2 separate regions of the Mus musculus genome follow, and region 2 is linked to region 1. Evidence: chromatin contacts called from public Hi-C data. All regions are on one chromosome and are shown on one strand. Each heading gives the region's core, a stretch centred on a gene start, on an enhancer-like site or on the middle of the called end of the contact. The rest is flanking DNA. Distances are from core to core; before and after follow the strand shown.

What was found. A called contact is a pair of places that touch in the nucleus more often than the background predicts.
Region 2: a Hi-C map of the N1E-115 cell line shows a contact between it and region 1, with 4 times the contacts expected there. The contact joins two enhancer-like sites. A contact is called at or near these places in 1 of 15 datasets of contacts at CTCF or cohesin (pro-B cells), 8 of 484 Hi-C or Micro-C datasets (the N1E-115 cell line, cerebral cortex, embryonic stem cells and 5 more), 4 of 115 datasets of contacts at active chromatin or transcription factors (bone marrow-derived macrophages, embryonic stem cells and large pre-B cells) and 1 of 9 other capture datasets (bone marrow-derived macrophages).

The regions. Positions count from the first base shown.
Region 1 is chr11:103,999,832-104,006,694 of GRCm38.p6, forward strand. No RefSeq gene overlaps it. Among named protein-coding and RNA genes, the nearest start is that of Gm35420, 27 kb to the right of the region's middle. Within about 2 kb of position 3,775, at least 12 of the 459 cell types and tissues checked have an H3K27ac peak or open chromatin away from gene starts, as enhancers often do. A contact at or near this core is called in the N1E-115 cell line, where this site is marked.
Region 2 is chr11:104,101,117-104,108,484 of GRCm38.p6, forward strand. No RefSeq gene overlaps it. Among named protein-coding and RNA genes, the nearest start is that of Crhr1, 28 kb to the right of the region's middle. Within about 2 kb of position 5,390, at least 19 of the 459 cell types and tissues checked have an H3K27ac peak or open chromatin away from gene starts, as enhancers often do. A contact at or near this core is called in the N1E-115 cell line, where this site is marked.

The DNA.
Region 1 (6,863 bases), core at 2,525-5,024:
GCAGGGGAGACTGGAAGGGATACAGGGGGTGAGGGGAAGGAAGGAGGACAATGTCAGAGATGATGGTGGTGCTGAGGAGAGAATGTCAAAGAGGCCATAAGAGAGCAGACAGAGATGTGCACTTGTGCTTGCTTATGTACGAGCATCTCTCTCTCTCGTGTGTGTATAGGCCAGAGGACAATCTTTTTTTATTTTTGGTTTTTCAAGACAGGGTTTCTCTGTGTAGCCCTGGCTGTCCTGGAACTCACTTTGTAGACCAGGCTGGCCTCGAACTCAGAAATCCGCCTGCCTCTGCCTCCCGAGTGCTGGGATTAAAGGCGTGCGTCACCACGCCCGGCGCCAGAGGACAATCTTGACAACCTTAGGTATTATTCTTTAGGCACCATGTTCTGCAAAGTCTGGAGAATGTTCTATGATGGCCTTATTTTTAGTTTTGAACAAGTGAGTTTATAAAGTATACAGCTAACTGAAGTAAAACAATAGATAGCAGGCAGCAGATGAATGGATGTAGGAGTGGATAGTGTACTGGCTGGTTTTGTGTCAACTTGACACAAGATGAAGTTATCACAGAGAAAGAAGACTCCTTTGAGGAAATGCTTCCATGAGATCCAGCTGTGGGCATTTTCTCAATTAGTGATCAAGGGGTGGAAGGTCTAGCCCATTGTGGGTGGTGTTATCCCTGGGCTGGTAGTCCTGGGTTCTATAAGAGAGCAAGCTGAGCATACCAGGGGAAGCAAGCCAGTAAGTAACATCCCTCGATGGTCTCTGCATCAGCTCCTGCTTCCTGACCTGCTTGAGTTCCAGTCCTGACTTCTTCCTTGGTGATGAACAGCAGTATGGAAGTGTAAGCTGAATAAATCCTTTCCTCCCCAACTTGCTTCTTGGTCATGTTGTTTGTGCAGGAATAGAAACCCTGACTAAGACAGATAGGTAGATAGACAGAAAAACATCCTTTGGGTACTCAGTGCATCCAGTAGAAATCAACTAAAGAAGCCCCTTTGAGTCAGTTGTCTGGAGTTTCTGATAGAGAGAGTCCCGGGCAGATCAGGGTCCCCTTGGGTGACACATCCAAGTAAAAGAACAAATAACAGCAGATAGAAGTGATAGCCGAAATGGGAAGCTCATAACATCTAGCAGATACCGACTGGGGAAGTTGAGGCAGTCATCTGGGGTGCTCCTGGCTGAGAGCTTTCCCTCCAAGGCTGAACTTCCTGCTTCTCTTCCCATGCTTGAGTCCTTTTTGTACCACGGGTTGAGCACAGCGACCTCTATTGAGAATGGTTCCCCTTCTAGCTGGGTGTCAGAACCCTGGGGTTTCCCTCTTGGGTTGTTGCTGTTCTATTTCATCCCCATTCAGAGTTGGGGGGCCAGTCCATGTCCGTGCAGGACACCCTTAGACCAACATCCTTGTATCTAAAAGGGGGCGGGGCACTTCTGCTTTCAGAGGCAGCTGCTCAGTGAGCTCAAACCGCATGCAACAAATTGCTAATGGAACGTATATTAGGCAGCACCCACATCTATTTTGAGACAAGGTCTGTCATTGGAGCATGACTAAGTAAGGCTAACCAGCTGCCCAGTGAGCGCCTCTACCTCTCTGGTGTTTAACACCATTAAAACGTAAAGCCCAGGTGTTTTTTTTTTTTTTTTTTTTTTTAAAGTGCATTCTGGATATTGAACGTAGGTCCCTGTGCTTGCAAGTATTTTGTCGAGTCATCTCCTCAGCTAATTCAGTAGGTTTTTTTTGTTTGTTATTTTAAGTAAATTTTCAGAGATGAGTACCCTTTACCACATCCTGATTTGAACGAGTCCTTTCTCTTTTGTTTAGGCTCATGGGTGACACATCTCCTCTTGACGTTTTTTTATCCTTCCACAGCTATTACTGACCAATCTTGCGGCATTTTCGGTTCAAGTTTCTCTCTGTGCTGGTCATTATTGCTGACCTGGCATCCGTCTTTTCTGTTGGAGATGCTCTTCGGGCTCTTGGCTGTGCTCTGTAGCACCAGGAGTGATGTAGAGAGACAAACTGAATGAAGTCAAGTGGACTCTGCATGGTTGTCAGCTGCCATTGTACGTTTCACTCGCAGAGCCAGAGGACCTGGCCACTTCTTTGGGGGCAGGGGATCCCCAGTGTCAGCAGCAGCGAGTCTTGTCCAGGGCTATTTTATGTACCTGGGGACGTTGGGTAGGAAATAGGAGAGGAGAAAAGGTTCTGATGTCCTATAGCACAGCTCGGTACCAGCGTTAGCAATAATTTACTGTGTATTTCAACATGGCTGGAAAAGGGATTTTAACTGAGTGTAGGTGGGAACTTGGGGTGTCCGACTTTTTTCTTTTGATTGACTCAGAAAATCTCAAATGGCCTTGAACTCTTTATGTAGCCAAGAATGGCCGTGAACACCTGAGCTTCCTGCCCCCAGCTCCCAAGTGCTAAGATGACAGATGTGAGGTGGCTCCTCATACCAACGTCAGCACGTCACCCAGGTTTTCCTTGGTACATCTCCTTCCTGTCTCTGCAGTGCCCAGTACCTGAGATTTCAGGCCGTGCCAAGATTCCACAGCTTGTCTTGGCTCCATCCTCACTCACATCCTGGGTGGGCACATGGTCTTCCAATGCCTCAGTGCCCATGAGGCCTCCCCCTGCTTCCCAGCTTCAAAACTCTCTTGACAGCTTTGATCTTGTGCTGGAAATCCCCCCCCCCCCAATTCCTTTTTTCTTGTGGACACATCCCTTCCATCTCCTTTGATTCCCTCGCCTAAGTCACATTTTAGTAGGGTTTCTGCAAGAAACAAGACATTCATGTATTTGATTTGCCACCTTTGAAATATGGAGGTCAAAGACTTAAGAATTTTAAAACATGAATTAAATTTTTTTGTAAGATAATGCGCAAAAAAAACCCCATAAAAATTAGACACATTCTTGGGGTTCCTTGGGATGTTTCTATACACATGCATTTTTGCTTAAATCAAGTTCAGTGTAGCTCCTGACACATTGTTGCTTAATGCTGAAAATATGCCAGATCTTTTTATTCTCTAGATATTTTTGATATTACACGATCTCCTTCACCCTTCTGTGACACTGCCCTCCAGAACTTCTCCCTTGTATCTACTGTAATTTTACAACCATGGCTCACCTCATTGCTTCTCTCCCCAGTACCTGGAAACCAGTATTCTTACTCTAGACTTCCATGAGATCAACTCTGTGTGTGTGTGTGTGCACACAAAGCTTGATGTTGAGTGTCTACTTCAGGTGTCTCTGTGTTAGTTTCTGAGACTCTCTCTGCATCCCCAGCGCTGAGGTCACTATACCTCTGAGCCCTGTCCTTAGTCTTTTGAAACAGAATCTTGCCACGTACCCAGACCGACCTGAAATATGTGCCTCTCCTTGCTCCCACTTCTCAAAAGTACTAGGATCATAGGACTGTGCACCGAACTTGGCTTATTTGTAATTCACTTCATTAATTTGGTTTTGAAGTTTGGGGACACTTTTATTAGGGTTTAAAAGAAAACCCCAAGGCAGGTAAATACGTGAATCTCCAAAGCTCCCCAGAGGAGGAAGATGTGAGAAGATCGGCTGTTTCATAAGCAGCCAACGTGGCAGAAGATGAGTAGTTTCAGAAGCTTCAGAGGAAAAGAGAGCCAGCCCAGAGTGTCTTCGAAAGCATGTCCAGGCTATGGCGATATCCAAAAGAAAAAGGAAGGCTAATGCTTTTCTGAGCAAGAAGAGTGGGCGGGGTTAGCACAGCTACGTGGCGGTAGCTCCATAAGCCACTGCCTATTTTTATTTATTTATTTTAGGAAACTCCATATTGTTTCCCATATGGCTGTGCTAATTTACGCTCCCAGCAACAGTGCACAAGCCTTCCCTTTATCTCTATATCTTCCACTGCCCTTGTTATCTTTGGTCTTTCCAGTATTAGCTCTTCCTGGCTAGAGCCGGGCACCAGCTCCCTGCTGTTTTGAAAGATTAGAAACTTAAATCTACATTGTTGTTTTGCAACACAAAATAGGAAGCGGGAGACTTCGCTTACTCTGTATTGTACAAAGCTGGGCAGCAACGACTTCTCAAATGTTAAGTTACTAAGTTTTTTTGTTTTTGTTTGTTTGCTTTGTTTTTCTGGGACAAAGTTTCACTGGCTGGTCTGGAACTCACAGACCCATATCTTTTGCCTCCCGAGTGATGGGATAAAAGACATATGCTTCCACACAGATGTATTTTATTTAATTATGTGGCTCTGTCTCCATGTGGGTATTTATATGTAAATACAGGTGTCTAAGGAGGCCAGAGGCTTTGACTCACGCAGAGCCAAGTTACAGGCAGTTGTGAGCCATCCATCATGGCTGCTGGGGACAGAAACCAGGCTCTCTGTAAGAGGACACTACTCATTCTTAGCCTCTGAGCCACTTCTCCAGACCTACACTAATTCTTAGAAAAACAAAACAAAAGATTTTAAAGAAATGACTTAGTTGTTAAGAGCAAATACTGTTCTTCCAGAAGACCCAAGTTCAATTTCGAGCAGCCATGGACGGTTGCTTACAACCACCTGTAAGTCCAGCTCCAGCGTGGTCCAGTGCCTCTGGCCTCTGCAGGTACGCACAGTCATGTGCACATATCTACCCCCTACCAACCCACATACACATAATTAAAAAATAAAATATTTTTAAAGTGAGCCTGGAGAGATGGCTCAGTGGTGAAAAACACTGGCTGCTCCTGTAGAGGACCAGGTTTTGACTCCCAGCATCTGCATGGTGGCTTACAACAGTGTGGAACTCCAGTTCCAGGGGATCCAGGGCCCTTTTCTGGTCTCCACAGATACCAGGCGTGCACATGGTATACAGATAACACGCAGGCAAAACAGTCATACACAGAAAAGATTTTTTTTTCCATTGAAAATACTGTCAGGCCGGGCGTGGTGGCGCACGCCTTTAATCCCAGCACTTGGGAGGCAGAGGCAGGTGGATTTCTGAGTTCGAGGCCAGCTTGGTCTACAGAGTGAGTTCCAGGACAGCCAGGGCTATACAGAGAAACCCTGTCTCGAAAAAGAAAAAGAAAAAGAAAAAGAAAAAGAAAAAGAAAAAGAAAAAGGAAAAGAAAAAAAGAAAATACTGTCAGAAAATGGAAGAAAATCCTGAGAAGGGACAGGAGTTGATTGGGGGAATAGATCTTTGACCTAGAGAGAATTGGAAAGAGTTGATACTACTCTGTAACTGGGAGACTCGGAGACTCTGGGACGGTGGAGTGATTCATTCGAACCCAGGTTCCTTAAAGTGAGATCTACCTTGGTATCATGCTCGTATCAACGTCTAAGCTCCCATGGAAAGGTAAACTTAAGGGTAGCTGGGGATGAGTGGACAAAGGTACCAGTTATATTAGTCAGGGTGGGTTGTAGTCAGATGCTACAGTCACAAGTGAACAGTGAAATTCAGTGACTAGCTGGGCACAATAACCAGGAGGCGGCAGCAGGGGGATTGCCATGAGTTTGGGGCTAGTTAAGCAGGTAGGTCTATGCCAGTCGAGGTTTACAGGACTTTGTCACACAGACCAAAAGCACAAGACAAAACAAACACCTTGACAGCAGTCCACTTAAGGGAGGAAGGGTTTCCTTTAGCTTCCAGTTTGTAAGGAGGTGTCATCCGTTAGAGAAGGGAAGGTGTTGAGGTGGGAGCACCCACAGTCAAGAAACAGAGCAGACAGGAAGTGGAGCTGGGCTATGAGACTTCAAGCCCCACCCTGATTAGCCTACTTCTTCAAGCAAGCTTCCACCTCCTAAAGTGCCACAGCTTTCCAAAGCAACGCCATCGGCAGGGGACCAAGTGTTCAAACCCCGGAGCCCATGTGGGACATTCGTATTCAAACCACAACATCCTTCTGATTCCGGGATCTTTTTTCCCTTCAACTTTGGGGCCTCATAGTTTGAAAGCCAGGGGTGATCTGGGCATTTTGAAGACTAAAGCTTGTGCTATTTTGGGTGTCGTCTGTAAGAATAATAGTATAAGAATATACTCAAAACAGATGTAAGATGGAGAAAAGGAGCATTCGAAAATGAAGAACCTGGAGATAAATTTAAATTTACCAGCTCTGTTCTCCTTTGGCCAGGACAAACAAACCCACAACTCCCCAGAAGCCAGTAGAGTTCTTTTTGTTTTTAAGTGTGTGTGTGTGTTCAATGCACATCCACATGTGTGTGAATGCATGTCTATATGTCTATGTGCAGACCCAATTGCATGCAAAGCCGGGAGGACAGCTTTGGGTATCATCTTCAGGAATGCTGTGCACCTTCTTTGAAATAGTGTCTCTCATTAGCCTGAAGAGCGTCAGTTAAGCTAGAGTGCCTGGCCAGAGAGCCCAGTGATCCTCCTGCCCCCAGCTCCTCAAGCGCTGAGATTTCATAGAACCATACTGAGTTTTTATGTTGGTGCTGGGGGTGGAACATGGGTTCTCCTGCTTGCAAGGTAAATGCTTTATGGACTGAGTCCAGTCTAGTAGACTTCTGTTTTCCCTCAAAAACTTGCTCTTCCACCTTCTAGATCATTTTCTGAGTGTTTCCTTCCCCAAATCTTACCACTGAAAGATTTTGAGTGCTCCCACGAGGTCAAGGAATTGTGCTGGCCTTTCCCCCACCTGCCTCTGGGGTTCGTCAATTTGGCACTGACCTCATTTGGTTCTGTCTGGTTCTGGCTAAGCATCCTGCCTCCGAGCTGGAGTCTGAGCATGCAGATGGTGACAAGGGAGAGGAGGGGAGAAGAACAGAGCCAGATGAGAGAGCGGCACATCTGGCACAGCACATCTGGGATGCAAGCAGTCCTTTGCAGGCTGCTCCTGTGTACAGAGAGGCCATTGCCCTGAGCAGGGAATCTTCCTGCCT
Region 2 (7,368 bases), core at 4,140-6,639, 100 kb after region 1:
CTCTCACCATGATTTGCTAAGAGATCAAGAGCCCCTGAGAAAAGGCTTTTATTTCTGTATTTCGGTTTCACAGCTTGGGGAGATAAGAGATAGCTCGTGTTCCCTGGAGACTGCAGAGGTCTGTTCTAGCCCGTCAGAGGGGCCCATGCCTGGAAATGGGAGGACAGAGACTGCCATTTTAAGAAAATGTGCCACGACACCTCTGGGGATCATGAGACAGGGGCCCATCAGGACTTCCTTAAGACACACAGTAAGCCTGTGTGTCACCAGGCCAGGGAGGCCTCCAGGGAGAGGAGAGAGGGGATGGTTTTGGTAGTAGAGAAGATGGTGAAAGAAATAAGGGTTTGGGGACATGGCTGCAGGTTGGAGGAAGTCAGGGAAGGGTGCTGGAGATAGGTAGCCCCATGATAGGCCAGAGCACTCTGAGTGTGTCCAGCCAGAAGCTTGTCTGGCCTCTACCACAGTCTCTGCCTCCTCTCTAGAAGCTTAGTTGCCGCTAGCTCAGGGGCATGTTGAGCTGACAGGCTGCCTAGCATGTAGAAGAGGAGACAGACTCCAGAGGTTTCCAGGGCCGGCCCTTTCTCATGTCTCACTTCCACAGTTCTGAGAGGCATGGGATATGCCTAGCCTCTCTCTACCCGCCCCACTCCGGCTTCCTCTCCCATCCCCAGTCAGAAGGTATTTATGGGGGCCATTGCCCTGTGACCTGCCCCTTCTTCGTTCTTTACAGTCCAGCCTTCTCCTTATCCCTGCTTCAGGACTGCATTTGAATCCCAGCTCTCCTGCCCACAGGTCTGCACAAACTCTCCACCCCGAATCTTGCTTCCTTGATTTGTAAAATGAGAGCATTGATGGTGGTCCCCTACCAAGGTTCTTTGAGGACCCAATGAAACTCCTGGCGCTCTCAGGCCTTAAAGGGTGAGGGTAGGACCCATACTATTAGATGGTACCTCCTTAGCCTTTTGGAGCAGGGTTGTGCAGTCGAATGCACTTGTTCCCGACAGCCTTCAACTTGAGTGTGTGGAGTCGGGAGGCAGAGCTGTTGTGTTTCAAATGCCTTTGGAGGGCCAGCCCTTCTGAATATAAGAACAGGATCCTCAACATGGAGGGCTCCGCTATCCATTTCAGGGCTGGGAACAGTAGTTCAAGCTCCTCATAGACCCCGTTTGGGCCTCCCAGTACAGACAGAGTGGTCTCAACTGGGATTCAAATCCTGTCCAGGCTCCACTATATTGCCTGATTCTCTAGGACCCAGAATCCCTTGAGATGGTGGCCAAAAGCCCATGAGAGCTCCCACAATTCATCTGGACAGTGTCTTTTTCTTCCAATTAACCGTGGTGTTCATGGGGCGGGGTGGGGGAGAAGAACTGTTTATTTCACAAAGTTCCACCCGTTGTGTATGAGAAACCGGGGTTTCCAGAGTCTGAGGTTTTCATCACATTCCAAAACAAGCCAGGGGCCACGCGATGTGCTGCAGACTAGCTGAGGTCAGAGACACTATTCCAGGTATGAATTTTATTGGTAACCAGGTGACACTTGAAGCGGCTCAAGAAATTGGGGCAAGAAAGTCCAGGGTTGTGATTATTTAGCACAGCCGGCGAGGAAGAAAAGGTTCTTTGTGGAGCCATGAAAGAGACCGAGCCCTGGAGAGCCCCTGCCCTGGGAGCCGCTGCAATCAGCTCCTCCATCGCAGCATTTGCCCCATGCCTTCTGGAACGTGCTCAGGCCCTTCCCCCTTTCAGCAGCCAGGGCCTCCTACTGCAAATCTGTTCAGAGCATCTAACTAAGATGTGACAAGTCCCTCCTCATTCACTGTCCCCTCCCCCTCTAATGTACCTTATCTTTTCTTTTTGTTTTTTTGTTTTTGGTTTTTTTTTTTTTTTTTTTTCACTTTCCTCGGGGAACAATGGCACTCTCTAACACAGCTGGCATTGTAAGGCCAGAACATGAAGCAAAGCGGAGGGCCTCCTAGGAGAGGTGCTATGGTATCCCTGAGCAGAGAAGAAATCCAGGCAGCCACTGGGGTTCACAGCCTCTTCTGCCCTCCCCATCCACTGTGCAGCTGCTATCAAAACCTCTTCATTTCTTGGCATCATCCCGACCCCTGTATCCCCTGTATTCCCTTCATCCCCTTGGCTCAACTGGCTTGTCACCTCCTCACCGCTGCCCTCGTCTCTCCTTGCTAACTTTCAGTATTCTGAAATCTCCCATATCCCAGCACTCACTAGCACACAGACTTTAGAAGCTTCTATTGCGGGGGGGAGGATGAAGCCCCTCCTGTCCTGGTGGCTCTAAGCCTGGACCCCACCTGAGCATCAAAGGTGGCCTGCCTGCTACTTGACCAGAGCCTCCCGTCCCCCTGCTTGTTTGATATCCAGCTGTCTCGAAGCCCCCAGAGGATTTCATGCGAGCACTGCCAATCAGGGAGTGAATTCTGAACTGAACTTATGTAGACGGAAATCCTAAAACTGCTGTCTCCTTTCCCTTCTTGGAAAAATTTCAAACTTTTCCCAACAGTTTGTATAAATTTTCGGAACGGTAACTTTTATGAAATCTGAAGGCAAGCCTGGGTAGAAACATGGTATCTGAATTTGGCATTCACATGAAGGAGTAATGGAAGCATGAAATACTCACTGGTTTTTGTTTTATGTTGGTTTGGTGTTGGGGTAGCGGTGGTGGTGATGGTGGGTGTTTGCTTGACTTTTATCTCAATATGTAGCCCTGGCTGTCCTGGAACTAACTCACTATGTCGTGGACCAGGCTGGCCTGGAACTCACAGAGATCCTCCTGCCTCAACTGCCCTAGCGCTGGGATTAAAAGTGTTTTCGTCATTAGGTTTTTAAAAAAGATTTCGTGTTAGGAACTGCCCATGTTCAAGAACTGTGTGCACCCTCAGCCTGCCTTCAGCAGCTCTGTGACAGTGGGCATGCCCTCACCGGCCACCAGATGCTACACATAGCCCACACTGGTCTGGAACTCACAGCGATCCTCCTGTCTCAGCCTCTTAAGTGCTGAGTTTACAGACATGAGCCACCACCACGTCCAGGTTCTTCCTGTTTTTAAGGAAGTTGCTAGAAAATTTAAAATGCTATATATGCCTGGGTCCAGTTCCGGTTTCTCATAGACTCATTTACTTCTGTCTCTGATCAAGTGTGAGCCATATTACAGGCCAGCCCTATCTCTCTCCCCACCCCTCAGGTTCACTCCCTGGACCCTTTATGGATGGCGGCTATTGGTATGCTACCTTTGCTGTGACCGACCCGATGCATGTGGGTGTTTGCAGAGCCTCTCTATCTATGTGTCCGTGTGTCTGTGTGTCCGTGTGTCCGTGTGTGTGTGTGTGTTGCATCTCATCCCCAGCAGATTCCTGGAGGTGAACACAGACATGCAGGCAGAGACTGCATGAAGACACGCTGATGGATGTCTGAGTAAAGGTTCAGTAATCCCACAAAGAGTTGACATGAGGACAGGGCTTCAGGTTGTCCCCTCCACCTGCATCCCCCAGGAAGGCTGAAACAGACAGCGCTTCCACAACAAGCTGATGAGACTGTCATGTAAGACGGAAACCACAGCCGCCCTGAAATCAAGATCGATGACAGCTTCCTTCACGCCCCTGGCTCAGAGTGCCCATCACTCCATCAGTGAAGAGAAATTAAATTGTCCTGCAACGTGGTTTGCTGTTCCCACAGCCAATTTGGTCGCTGTGAGGTAGTGTTGTGTATTTCGAGATGGTGACTGATTGACTGTCTGGTTTATTCACAAATAGCGGAGGTGTGGTTTGCAGAGCTAACCACACCACGGAACATTGAGGGGGGGGGCATGCTAGTTTCTTTTCTAAAGACATCATGACACAACTCGGGCTGGGGTACAGCTTTGTGGTAGAGCACTGCCCGATATACATGAAGTCCTGGGGTCTGACTCCGGAAGCCCAAGAAGCAAAGAAAAGTAAACACTGTGTCAGCCATCTATCTACCCATTCAGGCAGGAGTTCGCCCGCTGAGCCACTCAGTTATGCAGCTGGTATACCTGAAGCCCTGCTGAGAACTGGGCACTGCCCGGCCTTTTGTGGATGCTTCTAGAAAACCCAGATTCTGATACTACCCTTAGGCAGGTGACACATTCTCTGTGCCTGAGTTCCTTGAATGGGAGGAGCTGGCCTGCCGACCACAAAACTCCTAGGGATCCTGCCTCACTTTCTGGAAAGAGATTTCTCATTTGCAGGCAGTAGCCTTCTTTCTCCCTGTCCTCAGAGGCTGCTGGCCAGTGCGCTGGGAGAACAGAAACAGAAGGGGACTCCGAGCTTAGGCGAGTTAGCCGTCCCCACAAGCTGACACTCCAGTTGTCAGGAGTGTGCTGGCCCTGGGACAGGAAGAGTCAGCTTTAGTGAGCACAAGGGGGGGATTGGCTGTGTCCTGGAGATCTGGAGCAGGGTTGATCCCCACAGTTGGAGAGCAGTATTTTAGAAGCCATAACTTGTATTTAGGATTCCTTCTGGCTCCTCAGCACGCCACAGCTGGAGTCCTACACTGGACACTTCTAGGACTCCCTTGTTGGGTAGAGAAAGCTCTCATCTTTTCTGGCCCCTTCCTTCTTCCTCCTGGCCTCCTGGCCTGGCCTCGTTTCTGGGATTGCTTCTCATGCTTCAAAGCCCACCCTTGGGGCTCTAGACAGCTAATTTGGCTGGTTGTCCCACCTACCAGGTTCTCCTAGGAATCTTTGGCTTCAGCCTAACTGATAGGCACAGAGGCAGAACCCTGTCACTCTGGTTTCTGTGAGTGCTACCACTCCCCTCCCCCATTAAAGTCAGCTGTAGCCAGCGCGCTCAGATCCCTGTCTGGGCCACATCAGTCTTCATAATGAAGGAGTCTGATTATGGGCTGTCTGGATGGCAGGTGGGCGGAAGCAGAGGGACAAGGCTGGAGAGAGGTGTTGTCTGAACCCCAGCTTTGATCCTGCCTGAGTAGAGCGATTTTCTCCACCTCCTCCTCCAACAACCAAAGCCAGGCAACAAACCTATAAAACCCACACTTTGAACCACATTGCTGGGCATGCTACAACACCCCAGGATCTAAGAGAAGGCTTGAGATGAAGGATAGAAGTTCCGTGAGCATAATACCTCCATGGGAACCCCTCCTCTAACCTTGCTGAGAAATCCTCCCCTCCTCTAACTGAGGCCAGAAACAAACCCCACAGCAGCCCCTGAACCCAGCTTAGAAACTGGAACTAAATAGCTGTTCAATAAATGTTGTCAAATAAGCCAGGTTCTAGCTCTAAGACTGTAGTGAAGGTTTCCTGGGAAGGAGCCAGTTCTGAAGGGGCTGGAGGGTATAATTTATTCACTAAGCAGCATGCTTTAAGCAGCGCTCGGGTTCCTGGCACTGTGCCAGCTGCTAAGGCTCAAGATGAGGAGAAAATTAAAATTCAACAGTCTGCATGGAGCTCTCATTGGCACTGGAAGCTATGCTGGGTTCAAGAGATAAGAGGGTAAATGACACAGATAGTCATGCCTGCATGGGAGCTACGTTCCTGCCAGAGGAGGCAGGTAATGAGGGAGTTAATTGTGAATCAGCAAGATGGTTCCACGTTGCGTATATGCTATAGAAGACACAGGTAGGTTTGGAGGAGAGAGGCCAGTCAAGTGGTTTTCTTTGGACAGGGGAATTCGAAGATCTGAAGACTGAGCAGTTAGTGCAAAGGCCCTGGGGTCAGAGTCTTCTGGTGGCTTTGAGGAACAGGAAAGACTGAAGTGTGGCTTATGCAGGATTGAGAGCAGGATGGGGTGCCTATGTCACTGTTCTCTGCACATGAACAGCAGGTCACAGCAGGGCTGGGAGCTGCCTGAGAGACAGGGATATTCAGGGAAGCCCTGAGCCCACCTAGAAGGAGACCACATTGGCACCAAGTCCTGACACTCACTGAGATAGATGTAGCTTCTCCCCAGGACCTGCTCAGGAGTGGCTCTAAAGGGACACCAGCTGCATGTCATGTTGGCCCCTCCCCATGGTGCCTTCCTTGTCCCAAGGCTTTTTGCAGCCTCTTTGGAGTGTCTGTGTCTGGAGTCTCCTGGGGGGAGTGAGCAAGAGAGTTTAGCAGATGCTGCTGTGTCTGGGTAATGTTATTACGGCGCTCAGATCTGCTTTCATCTCACTGGTTTCCCCAGAGCTTTGACTCTCACTGAGCCCAGCATCCAGCAAATAGCCCCATTGCTGCCTTTTATCTAGCTGACTTTCAACTTGAGACACCCTCTTCCAGTGCCCAGTTTCGGAACCAGAGGCCAGAAACAAACCCCACAGAGCTGCAGTCCTCGGAGTGGGCTGTGCCAAAGCGCACAGTGATAATGCTAATAATTAATGATGTAGCGATCGCTGCAGGTCAGCTCCCTGTTCGTTGGGGTCTGGATATGCCTGACACTATGCTAAATGCTGACTGTGCACCAAAGTAAATCTCACTGTCTCAAGACAGATGCCAGTATGCGGGTCAGAGAGGCTAACTCACTCAGCGAAGGCTGCTCAGAAATGTGAGCTCAGGGCTGAATACGCAACAGGCTCTCTCCACTGTGTGTAAATGAGTGGATCCCAAGGCCTGGATGATCACATTGGATCCTTCAAGAGATTTCAGGTTCCTCTTCGCTATCATTTCTGGTCCTGGGCCTGCAATACTGCACAGTGCAAAAAGACACTTACCACCAATCCTGACAACCCAAGTCCCCTCCCCAGGAACAAGAACCACAGCCCTAAGCTGTCCTCTGACCTTCAGACACAGGCTGTGACATGCACCTGTGTGCGCATCCGTGCACACATGCTTACGTATATAACTACACGTGCAACTCAATGTTTTACAAAGGAAAGTCTGACTCTGCAGGTTTGCAGCAAGTCTGAGAACGTTTTCTGTTAGAGGATAGATAAAGAGAGGAACTGTTGGGTTGAGGAGGTTTCCTGGGGGAACTGCAGTGCTCCTCTGCGGTCTTCCATCCCTGACTCTCCTTCACAAACTGCCTGTCTCCATTCTCCTTCCTCTCCCTTCTCTTCTTTCCTTCTCCCTCCTCCCCTTCCACATTTCTCTTTCTCCCCCCTCTTCTTCACCCTCCTGTGCTCCCCCCCACCACCACGTCTTTCCTGCCCTCTCGTCTCCCTTTCCCCCTCTTCCTCACCTTCTGTTCCTCCTCCCAAGCAAAAGAACAGCAAAGGAACTGAGGGACAGGAGGGATCTAGGCAACACAGAACAGGAGTTAGGGACGGGAGGATGTGGACATGTACACATATGTGTGTGCATTTGTGTGCACATGCTCCCCCACAGTCTCACACACACACACACACACACACACACCATGAAAAGAAAGAAGGCCTAGGTAACATTCTGAGGGGTTTC